Regions from separate parts of the Mus musculus genome. Here region 1 is linked to region 2. Evidence: chromatin contacts called from public Hi-C data. All regions are on one chromosome and are shown on one strand. Each heading gives the region's core, a stretch centred on a gene start, on an enhancer-like site or on the middle of the called end of the contact. The rest is flanking DNA. Distances are from core to core; before and after follow the strand shown. Region 1 has its middle 61 kb from the start of Gm46170. Region 2 has its middle 70 kb from the start of Gm33404.

Region 1 (5,496 bases), core at 1,273-3,772, 420 kb after region 2:
CAAAACACCCTTGGAAGGAGTTACAGAGACAAAGTTTGGAGCTGAGATGAAAGGATGGACCATGTAGAGACTGCCTTATCCAGGGATCCACCCCATAATCAGCATCCAAACGCTGACACCATTGCATACACTAGCAAGATTTTATCGAAAGGACCCAGATGTAGCTGTCTCTTGTGAGACTATGCCGGGGCCTAGCAAACACAGAAGTGGATGCCCACAGTCAGCTAATGGATGGATCACAGGGCTCCCAATGGAGGAGCTAGAGAAAGTACCCAAGGAGCTAAAGGGATCTGCAACCCTATAGGTGGATCAACATTATGAACTAACCAGTACCCCGGAGCTCTTGACTCTAGCTGCATATGTATCAAAAGATGGCCTAGTCGGCCATCACTGGAAAGAGAGGCCCATTGGATACACAAACTTTATATGCCCCAGAACAGGGGAACGCCAGGGCCAAAAAGGGGGAGTGGGCGGGTAGGGGAGTGGGGGTGGGTGGGTATGGGGGACTTTTGGTATAGCATTGGAAATGTAAATGAGCTAAATACCTAATAAAAAATGGAAAGAAAAAGAAAAAAAATAATTTTATGGTTGGAGGTCACCATATGAAGAACTGTATTAAAGGGTCGCAGCATCGGGAAGATTAAGAGCCACTGTTCTTAAATGAGATTGAGGTGTATAATACCATACCCGGTGTATGTGGTGCTGGAGGTCAAATCCAAGGCCTTTGCACACCAGCCAAGCACTTTACCCCCAGAGCTCATCTCTATCTTGATAGACCCACATCTAAATGTAATGAGCAGTCCTTCCCTGATGCTGATGAAATAACATTGTGTAAACAATCTTCTGCAGGTTGATGACCGACTCCGTATTCTGCTGCCTATAGAGCCACTCAGTGTCAAAACTACCAGGCAAAATCAGATGTCTACCATCACACCTCTGGAAGGCCATGAGATGCTACAGAGTATCATGAGATGGTACAGAGGATCATGAGATGGTACACAGTATCATGAGATGGTACAGAGTATCATGAGATGGTACAGAGGATCATGAGATGGTACACAGTATCATGAGATGGTGTACAGTATCATGTGATGGTACACAGTATCATGTGATGGTGCACAGTATCATGAGATGGTACAGAGTATCATGAGATGGTACAGAGTATCATGAGATGGTACAGAGTATCATGTGATGGTACAGAGTATCATGAGATGGTACACAGTATCATGAGATGGTGTACAGTATCATGTGATGGTGCACAGTATCATGAGATGGTACACAGTATCATGAGATGGTACAGAGTATCATGATGGTATACAGTATGACTGATCACCTCAATCCCTCTGTTCTTCTCCTAAGAAACAGCACAGAAAAACTACCCTCGCTGAGCCAGCAAGGTGGCTCAGAGGGTAAACGCACTTCCTGCATACACCTGAAAACCTGGTTGAATTCCCTGATCCCATGTAAGAGTAAAAGGAGAGGGCCTGACTCTACAAAGTCATCCCCTGTCCTCCACATGAGTGCTGTGGTACACATGAACACACACACACGCATGCACACAGGATATGAAGAGGAGGAGGAGGAGGAGGAGGAAGAGGAGGAGGAGGATGTAACAAATGATTTTTGTTTATACTGGAGCTGAGAGCTGGCTTGGCAGAGGACTGGAGTTGGGTTTCCAGCCCCCATGTCAAATGACTCACTATTGCCTGGAACTCCAGCTCCAGGAAATCTAATGCCCTTTTCTGGCCTGCTTGGGAACCAGCAAACATGTGCATACCACAAATCAAAGTAAAAAAATAAATCTTTTTTAAAAAATTAAAAATTTTTTAAAAGTTGTCCTAGTGGGTCTGGAGAGATGGCTCAGTAGCTAAGAGTACTTGTTCTTGCAAAGAACTGAGATTCAGTTCCCGGCACCCACATGGTAGTTCACAACTATCTATAACTCCAGTACCAAGAATCTGATGCCTTCTTCTGACCTGTTCAGGTATCAGGCACACATGTGATGCACATACATACAAATAGGCAAAACACTCATACTTATAAAAAATAAAATAATAATAATTTTTAGAAAGCTATACCCTTTACCTTTGTGTGACCTTGTGCACATCAAACAGTCATCCAGAGTCTCAATCATTAGTCTATAGGTTAAAATGATCCAAATGATCCCACAGGTCCATATGGAGGGTTCATTTAAGCAGTGGTGTATGCTACTGAAGCCCTACTCTGTGCTCATGCCATTTTAAACAGTCACGCTACAACAGCGTAACACTAAAATCCCCGCCCCGTTCACTTTTCCTGGACACTCAACATTTTTACACTGTTTACTCAAGCAAAACTAATGAGGCATATCTCCCTAAGAAATCTGTCAAACACAGCTTCTGCTACCTTCACAAAGACAAGCTCCAACAGGCGAGGCAGCTGCATCAGAAAAAAAAAAAACAAAAAAACAGAGCCCAGAAAGATCTTCTCCAGGACGAATTATTTTCAGCTCGATAAGGTATAAGGTTACAGCTCTCCGAGCTTTAACTATTAAGAGTTTCATCATGAGTATTCTGTAACTTTGAGCAGCACAGTGGTTATGCAGTTACCCAGGGTGACTGACCAAGGCAGGAGGTAAGGCTTGCTGGACTCAGAAGCCAGGTCCTGCTGTGCAGAGAATCTGGGCACCACCAGTCAAATGAGAATGTCTGGAGGGGGAGACATTGGGGAATGGAGTCTCTTTGTACCAGACACTATGCTGAGGACACAGTCAGCACAATTCTGAGTTCTGAATCAGCACTGTAGGCATCTACCAATCCCTACCCCAGGATGTTAAGGACCAAGAAAGCATCTCTGCTTTATCTAGAAGAGGGCTGAAAAAGTCCTGGTTGGTCAACACAGTAACTGGCCAGAGTCTCCCCAGGCCCACTGCGTCAATAAGCTGGCTACAAAGAGCCAATGCTGCCCTTAGAAGACTTCAATCCTGTAGCATGCCTCCTCCTTGGCAGATCTGCCTGGCCTGGCTGGCCAGCCTTCCTCTCCCCAGTGCTCTCAAAACAGTGCCCGGTGGTCCGTGTTTATCAGCACTCACCCAGCCTCTGCCCCTTTCTGTCTGGCCCCCACTCCCTGATGTCCATATCTAACCACTGTGAGACCTCTCTAGATCTAGGGCGAGTGAGTACAGACTTGCTCTGATTCTCCCTGCACTGAAACGCTAAGCTCAAAAGACATGTTTGCATGTTTCCTACTGATTATCTGGACGTTGTTGCCTAAGGACACGGTAGAGGTGGAAATTCACCAGGCCCTGAATCAAGTATGGATGTCGAAGATAAGATGTGGAAGTGGCATTTACTTCTCTGAGACCACAACACTAAGAGGTAAATATTATTTGAGCAAGTGCTTGCAATTGAAAAATGTATGGCTAATCAATTCAATTTGAAGTTGTTATCAATCTTTGTGAATTTCATATCATGCATCCCAATCCCACTGGTCCCCTGGCCTTTCATATTCATCCCCCACCCTTACAAAAGATAAAAAATTAGCGGGGCGTGGTGGCGCACACCTTTAATTCCAGCACTCGGGAGGCAGAGGCAGGCAGATTTCTGAGTTCGAGGCCAGCCTGGTCTACAAAGTGAGCTCCAGGACAGCCAGAGCTACACAGAGAAAGCCTGTCTCGAAAAACCAAAAAAAAAAAAGATAAAAAAATTTAATTAAAAAAATGAAAAAAAAAAAAATCCCGGGCTAGCGAGATGGCTCAGAGGGTAAGAGTACTGACTGCTCTTCTGAAGGACCTGAGTTCAATTCCCAGCAACCACATGGTGGCTCACAACCACCCGCAATGAGACCTGAAGCCCTCTCCTGGCATGTCTGAAGACAGCTACAGTGTACTTCTGTATAATAATAAAATAAATCTTTGGGCTGGCGCAAGCAGGGACTAAACGAGCGGGGTCAACCAGAGCGAGCAGAGGTCCTAAAGGCCACATGAAGGCTCACAACCATCTGTACAGCTACAGTGTACTCATATACATAAAATAAATAAATAAATAAATAAATAAATCTTTTTTTTAAAAAAAATCGTACCGTGGAAGCTACAGTGTGTCACTGTGTGTCACACAGTATACCCACTTGGCCCACAGAGCTTCACTTGCAAATGTTCACTGCAATGAGTCATTGGTCCGGTTGGAGGCCTCTGGCTTCCACTACACTATCAATACCGGATTCTCACCAGAATTCCTCTAGGATATCCTGCTGCTGCCCTGTGTCACAAAGTTCCTTTACTTTGGTCCTGCAGTTCACCCTTCCCGAGCTCCAGGAGATCACAGATTGGGTAGATGCTGGGGTGGACCAGCTCAAAGCCCTGGATCTGGGCCTGATAGTAACTGAGTTGGTCAGCCCACCAGTTCTCCCACTCCTGTGCCATCAAGGCTAGTCCTCCAGCACTGTCCCAGAGAGGGGTGAGGCCCACTCTCCTTGAATGCTGCAGTTGGCAAGGGGTGAGGCATCTTCCTTGCCCACACCACTGCATGGCCCTCCGGGGCTGGGGCCAACCCTCCCAGGCTCACACCCTCCGCCTGGTTCACCTCCATTCCCTGCCACCAGGGCCAGCTCTACTATGCTTCCTGTCATGGTTAAGGGCCCACTCTCCCCTAAGTGCTGAAGCCAGCAAGGGGTGGAAACAGCTCTCACTCTCATACAGTCCTCGGGGCCACGGTCCTCAGAGGCAGCGTGGGCCAGGACCTCACCATGGTCTCAGGTAGCAGCAAGGGCCACACACATCAGGCTGTTCCTCACTACCCTGGAGTCTCCAGTTCTACCTCTCTTCATTGTTCACACTCCATTCAGCTTCTTTTTCTCTCCCTTCTCTCCATCACCTCATACTAGTGGTTCCCAGGCCTCACCTCACCATGGTGTGGTGACCACAGTGGTGGCTAATGGATTTTAAGGAACTTTCTTGAGTCACATAACTTAGCCAAAGCCTAGCCAAGATGTGATAGTTTGAATATAAACGGCCCCCAGAGACTCATAGGGAGTGGCATTATTGGAGGTGTGGCCTGTTGGAGGAAGTGTGTCACGGCTGGGGGGGGGGGGGGGGCTTTGAGGTTTCAGAAGCTCAAGACAGGCTCAGTGGCTCATTTTCTTCCTGTTGCCTGCTGATCCTGATGTAGAACTCTCAGCTACCTCTTCAGCACCATGTCTGCTTGCACGCTGCCATGCTTCCTGCCATGATGATAATGGACTAAACCTCTGAATATATATAAGCCAGCCCCCAATGAAATCTTTTATCTTTATAAGAGTTGTCGTGATCATGGTATCTCTTCACAGCAATAGAACACTGACTAAGACATCCCCGATTCTAAACTCACATGCCCTGTTGCCTTTCTTGGGAAGAGGGACAATACTGCATCCATCCAGAAGAAGCCAACTGTTAGCCACAATGTGCCTGGCCTCCTGACAACATATGGGCTTGAGGAGCTCGGAGAACTGAGACATCTCCTGAAACCTGTCTCCAACATACAC
Region 2 (5,649 bases), core at 354-2,853:
GCTCTTCACTCATGCCTCCTGTGTTAAATGCATGTGCTTCCTTGTCTGAACTCTGTATGAATTTGTTTTATTGCATCATTTTCCTAGAGATCTGACAGTCGGCATACCTGTCACATACCGATACTTGACTGGGGTGTTTCCCTTCACATATCAGCCACAGCCATGGTTATCTGCTATTCCTGCTACTGGCCAAGTCCGGGGTGTTCAACATGCATGGAGCCCTGACAACTGATTTAAAGAGGCTTAATATATCAGAGTGGTAGGGTTTTCCAGAAGCAGTGACTGGTAGGATGGGAGCTGCAAAGCATCAACACCCATCATGCACTAGAGGGTGCCAAAGTCCTGAGCAACTGAGTCTATCCAGGAAGAATTTGTCTTCACCTTGAAGCCTCAAGAAAGAGAAGCACCATCAAAAAGTCCCAACTCTTAGAGATGGGCTGGAACAGAACCATCAGCACTTTTGATATCAGAGGGATGATTCCAAAACATGGAACAGGTGAAGGTTGTTGCTAGTGTTAGAGGTTTTCAATGGCAGGCTCACTGATTTTATTTTGATGACTATACTAACGGCTACCTATTTGTATAGTGTTTTGAAGTTCTACATGCAATGTGACCATTTTATGGATATGAGCTTATTAAATCCTCTAGTTTATAAATAAGAACCTAGGAGTAGATAGGAAATTTGTTGATGACTGCAAAGCTAGTAAGAGGCAGGGCAAGCTCAAATCTAAGAGTCCAGCGTGCCTGAGTCTGCCTTCACCACAGGTCAATCCTACAGGGAGAGCTCCATTTCCAGGTTTCTTCTCAGAAGGAAACAGTGCTCCCCATGCAAGCAACCATGATGCTTAACATGGCTTACTAAGAAATTCTCCAATACTCCCTTGAATCTGGCCCCATATCTCACTGTAACTCCAGAGCCTCATCTTAACAATGTATTAGCATTTCTATTTCATCCTAATTTTGTTCATATTATGGAATTTTGATTAAATATGTCCCCATCAGCAAATAGCTTCTGTATGCCAGGGTTCCAAAACCACAATTGACAAACATGTCTCTCAGATTTCTGATCTCTTAGGGCTTATGTCTCTAAGTCCTGTTCCTAAGCTATGGGGAAAGAACTGAAGGAAACCTGGAGGGGGAGGGTCAATGACCTGTGTAATTAACCTCACAAAATTCCAGTCATACTGACATGGAATATTAGAAAAACAACTGGGTTTTTAAAGAACCAAACAACATAAGATTCTGGGATTGTTTTTGTGGAATGAACAAATAAACAAAACACAAAACAAAACAAACAAAAAAACCCAGCACATACATTTAAGGTTTCCTCCTTTCTTCCTTTATTGTTGGAAAATCCTTAAATATATTCAGTACTAATGAAGCTTGGGTTATTTTTAATTTAATTCCCTTTCTGGATCATACAGCAACCTGTTTTCAGACATCACTCCAAAGTTTCCTCATTCTTTGAAGACAGAGAACATACCATACCTATGATGGTTAGTATTGGTTGACAAGATTGAGAGTCCCCTTGAAGACAAACCTTGGAGCCCATGTATGAGGAAGTTTGTAGATTGGTTTAATTAAGGTGTGAAGACCTACTCTAAATATGGATGCTACGATGGGCTCAGCCAAGTGAGCCAAGATCCTAGACTATATAAAAAGAAGAAAGGTGGGTGAGAGACATCATTCATCTCCCTCTGCTTCCTGACTGTAGACACAACGTGGCCAGTCATTCCTTCTGCCATGACGCCTTCCATAATGGACTGTTGTTATAAACTGTGGCTCAAAACAAACCTTTCCATGTTGAACTTACTCTTGTTGAGTATTTTGTAGCAGCAATAAGGAAAGTAACTGATACAATATACTTTCTTTAAAAAGCCACAGGTACATTAATTATGGAAAATCAAACCATATTTTTAGGGCACTTGCAAGGAAAGATTCTATTCTAAGGAACCTTATGCTTATAAAGTGAGGGAGATGTCTCTCTTCTTATCTCTAAGTTCCAGTCTATGCATACCAGGATTTTCTTAAGATGTTCAGGCCAAGTAGACTCCTTGTAGACATGTTAACGCTAGAAAAAAAGCCAACTACTTCTGAGACAGGAGTATAACACAATGCCAAAACACAAGACCTGCTAGATCTGGGTAATGTGGTGGGGTTGGATGGCTTGCATTCGAACCCTAGGTTCTCTGCTTGCCTGCTGTAAAAATCTGATCAAAAGCTTCATTTCCTTATCTTCTATAGAGTAAATAGCATCTATAATACTTCTATAGGAGTAAAATAGCATCTACCCTCTGGAGTGGTTGCTCAGGACTGAGTAAATTTACACATATGTAAAGCATTTTTAACAATGCTAACTCCAAAGACTAAAAAATTATATATGTATATATGTGTGTGAGAGTGTGTGTGTGCTCACACGCATGTATAATGTATATGCATGTTACTAGTCACATTTATAGTGAGAGCCACAATTTTCATTTCATAGTTTTCTAGGAAAAAAGAGAGAGAGGGAGAGAGGATGGACAGAGCCTCCAGGTTGCTGCCCTTAGAAGGTACAAACAGAATCTGTAATAAAAAGGGAGCAACTTTCTCAGAATGCCTGTGCATAGCCTCACTCGCAGGCATCCTGCTGTGGCTCTGAACTCCGTTGAAGGCTGGCAAAGCAAAGCTTCAGACTGTAGTTCAGCAACAAGGTCAGGCTTCTCTTGTCACCTGAGTCATAAGGCCATTCTAGCAATGCTCAGAAAAGAAGTTCTACTAATGTGCCTGCTGTTTTGGCAACCAGGTCACCCCTCAAGACTCAATCATCTGACTCACAAACCCCACCCCCACCCTACCCCACACACAACTCCTGTGGACTAAATTGGTGGCCAGTGATTGTCTAAACTGAGGATAGCAACTCAGTTGTAACTAGGAGCTTTCCTGCTGCTCAATGAACTGATAACCAGATCTCAAGACTAGACAGAAAGGGTACATTGCAAACACGGTCTCCAGTGATGGCAGATATCTAGTCTAATGATAACAGAGCCAACCTTAACTTGTAAATGCCAACCATTGAGCACCTGCATTTAGTCAGTTTAAAACCTGGAGAACTGTAGAAGGAGATTGTGGACACCATTGACATCAGCTTGTAGGCTACCTCCAAACTGAGAAATCCCCCAAGGAAATTAATAGATGAACTGTTAGTACCTATGAAGACTGAAATATTCTCATCTTTAGATTGGATATCAATTAAATATCCAATCAGAGAGGATATTTATTTTGTCTCTGAGACTATCTGAAAGAAAGCTGGCACAAAGGCAGAGTGAGGTCGAGTTGGATGCCCACACAACCACCATCAGTGACAGCAGGCCTGAAGATGTTTTAATACACGTTTGATGGTTTTATTCATTTATAGAATGTAGTTCAGTCATTTCACCCTATCCCTTTTCTCCTTCCTCTTCCACTGAAACTCTTCTTCTCAGGAAGTTCTTTCACTTTCCTGCCAGTATCCTCTACTGTTCCGCATCCATTCAGGCTTCTCCCCTCCCCCATCACCCTCTAAGAGCCCTTTTCCTGGCATTTAGCACTGCTTATAATTAAATACACTACTCTAAAGCTTCATATTAAGGGCATGCAAATAAGAAGAACATATGGCATTCTTATATCTACGTCTAAATTACTTCACTCAGTCTAATACTTTTCAGATCCATCCATTTTCCTGCAAATTTCACAACTGTATCCTTCTTTACCACTGAACAAAGTTCCATTGTGGCTATGTACCACATTTTCATTATCCATTGATCCACTGATGGACACTTGGGCTCCATTTCTTTGCTATTGTAACTAGCATGTGACTAGCATGTGAATAGCCACATGAACACACAAGTACAGGTCCCTGTTTGGTAGAGCATAGGATTTTCTGAGTATGTTCTCAGGAATTGTTTGGCGGCTCTGTTGTAAGCTGTTCGAGGAATTTCCTTATTGATTTCCACAGTGGCTGCAGCAGTCTGTACTCCCCCAGGAGTGAGTATGAGCATGAGTGGGCCTTTCCTACACATGCCTGCTAGCATTCACTTTTTTGTTATTAGCCATTCTTACTTGAGTAAGATGAAACATCAAAGTAATTTTATTTTGCAATTACCCAATGGCTATATATTTTAAACTCTTTTAAAGTACTTTTGGTCATTTGTTTAAGAACTCTCCATTCGGTTCCATGGTCCATTTTTAGTGAAGTTGTTTGTTTCCTTGACATTTAGTTTTTAAAGTTCTTTTATATTCTAAACACTAATTATTTGCCAGAAGTACAGCGGGCAAAGATGGTCTCCCAGTCTCCAGGCTGTTCCTTCACTTGCTTAACAGCCTTCTACTTTCGTAAGCTCTCCTTTGATTGTTCTTACTTCCCTAGTGACTAGCATCCAGTTCAGAAAATCCTAGGCTATGTCTATATCTTTAAGTGTACTCTCTCCTTTACCTGATAGCAGTTTGGGATGGCCTGTTCTAACACTTAGGTCTCTGATCCATTTGGAATTGATTATTGTGCAGAGTGAGAAACAAGAATCAAGTTTCATTTTTCTAAGTGCATACATTCAGTTTTCCCAATACCATTTGTCAGATAGGCTGTCTTCTTTCTAATGTGTATTTTGAGCTTTATCAAAAATCAGGTGGCTATGGTTTATATAGTCTTATATCTGAGTTCTCTATTCTATTCCATTGGCCTGTGTCTCTAAATGTGTGCCTGTCCTGTAATTTTTTTCTTACAGGTATGTCTCTACAATACAACTTAAAGTCAGGTATTATGATACTTCAGCTTTGTTCTTATTGTTCAGGATTGATTTGGCTATCCAAGATCTTTTGTGCTTTTACATGAATTTTTATTATCTTTTTTCTATTTCTGTGATGAATTGAGTTCTCAGTTTGATTTGGATTGTGTTAAATTTGTATATTGCTTTTGATAGGGTGGCCATTTTCACAGTATTAATCCGACCAATCCACAGCATTTTAGGCCTTTCTGTCTTCTAAAGTCATATTCAATTCTTTCTTCAGTATTTTAAACGTTTTTATTGTAAAAGTATTTTACTTCCTCAGGTTAATTACAAGTTATCTTTTATTTTTTAGTTTATTTTGAATAGAATCATTTCCCTGTTTACTTTCTTAGTATATAGTTGGCATTGGTGTATAGGATGCTATGGATTTTGGTATGGCCTATAACCTTCTATTTTGCCGAAAGTGTTAATCAACTCCAGGGGTTTCCTGCAGTAGTCTTTATGCTTTCTTATGTATAGAATCATGTCACTTGACAATGAAGATGATTTAATTTCCTGATGTCCCTTTTATTCCCTTCTCTTGCCTTGTTGCTTTAAGCCCCAGGTACTGTACAAAAAGGAGTAGAGAGAGTGGGCATCCTTATCTTACTTCTGACCTTGGTGAAGATGCTTTGGGTTTTTCTGCATTTGCTATGATATAGGTTTATCACATGGATGTTCTATTGAGTTGAGATATGTCTCCTCTATTCCTAGTCTCTCTGGGACATTAAAAAAAAAAAACCTTTCTACTAATTCTTTAAATTTTTTATGTAATGTATTTTGATCTTACTCATCCGCTACTCCTTCTTCTAACTCCTCCCTGATCCAGGCTCCACCTCCCCCTATTTCCAACTTGTGTCTTCTC

Evidence for each region. A called contact is a pair of places that touch in the nucleus more often than the background predicts.
Region 1: a contact with region 2 is called in a Hi-C map of the N1E-115 cell line, with 9 times the contacts expected there. The contact joins two enhancer-like sites. A contact is called at or near these places in 5 of 39 promoter capture datasets (the 3T3-L1 cell line, the C10 cell line, the HPC-7 cell line and 2 more), 6 of 15 datasets of contacts at CTCF or cohesin (the NIH/3T3 cell line, hippocampal excitatory neurons, large pre-B cells and 2 more), 181 of 484 Hi-C or Micro-C datasets (the 3T3-L1 cell line, 3T3-L1-derived adipocytes, the 63-12 cell line and 91 more), 22 of 115 datasets of contacts at active chromatin or transcription factors (the HPC-7 cell line, the NIH/3T3 cell line, PVALB interneurons and 17 more) and 2 of 9 other capture datasets (adipose tissue and liver).

What each region holds. Positions count from the first base shown.
Region 1 is chr1:167,202,964-167,208,459 of GRCm38.p6, forward strand. No RefSeq gene overlaps it. Among named protein-coding and RNA genes, the nearest start is that of Gm46170, 61 kb to the right of the region's middle. Within about 2 kb of position 2,523, at least 11 of the 459 cell types and tissues checked have an H3K27ac peak or open chromatin away from gene starts, as enhancers often do. A contact at or near this core is called in the N1E-115 cell line, where this site is marked.
Region 2 is chr1:166,781,983-166,787,631 of GRCm38.p6, forward strand. No RefSeq gene overlaps it. Among named protein-coding and RNA genes, the nearest start is that of Gm33404, 70 kb to the right of the region's middle. Within about 2 kb of position 1,604, at least 3 of the 459 cell types and tissues checked have an H3K27ac peak or open chromatin away from gene starts, as enhancers often do. A contact at or near this core is called in the N1E-115 cell line, where this site is marked.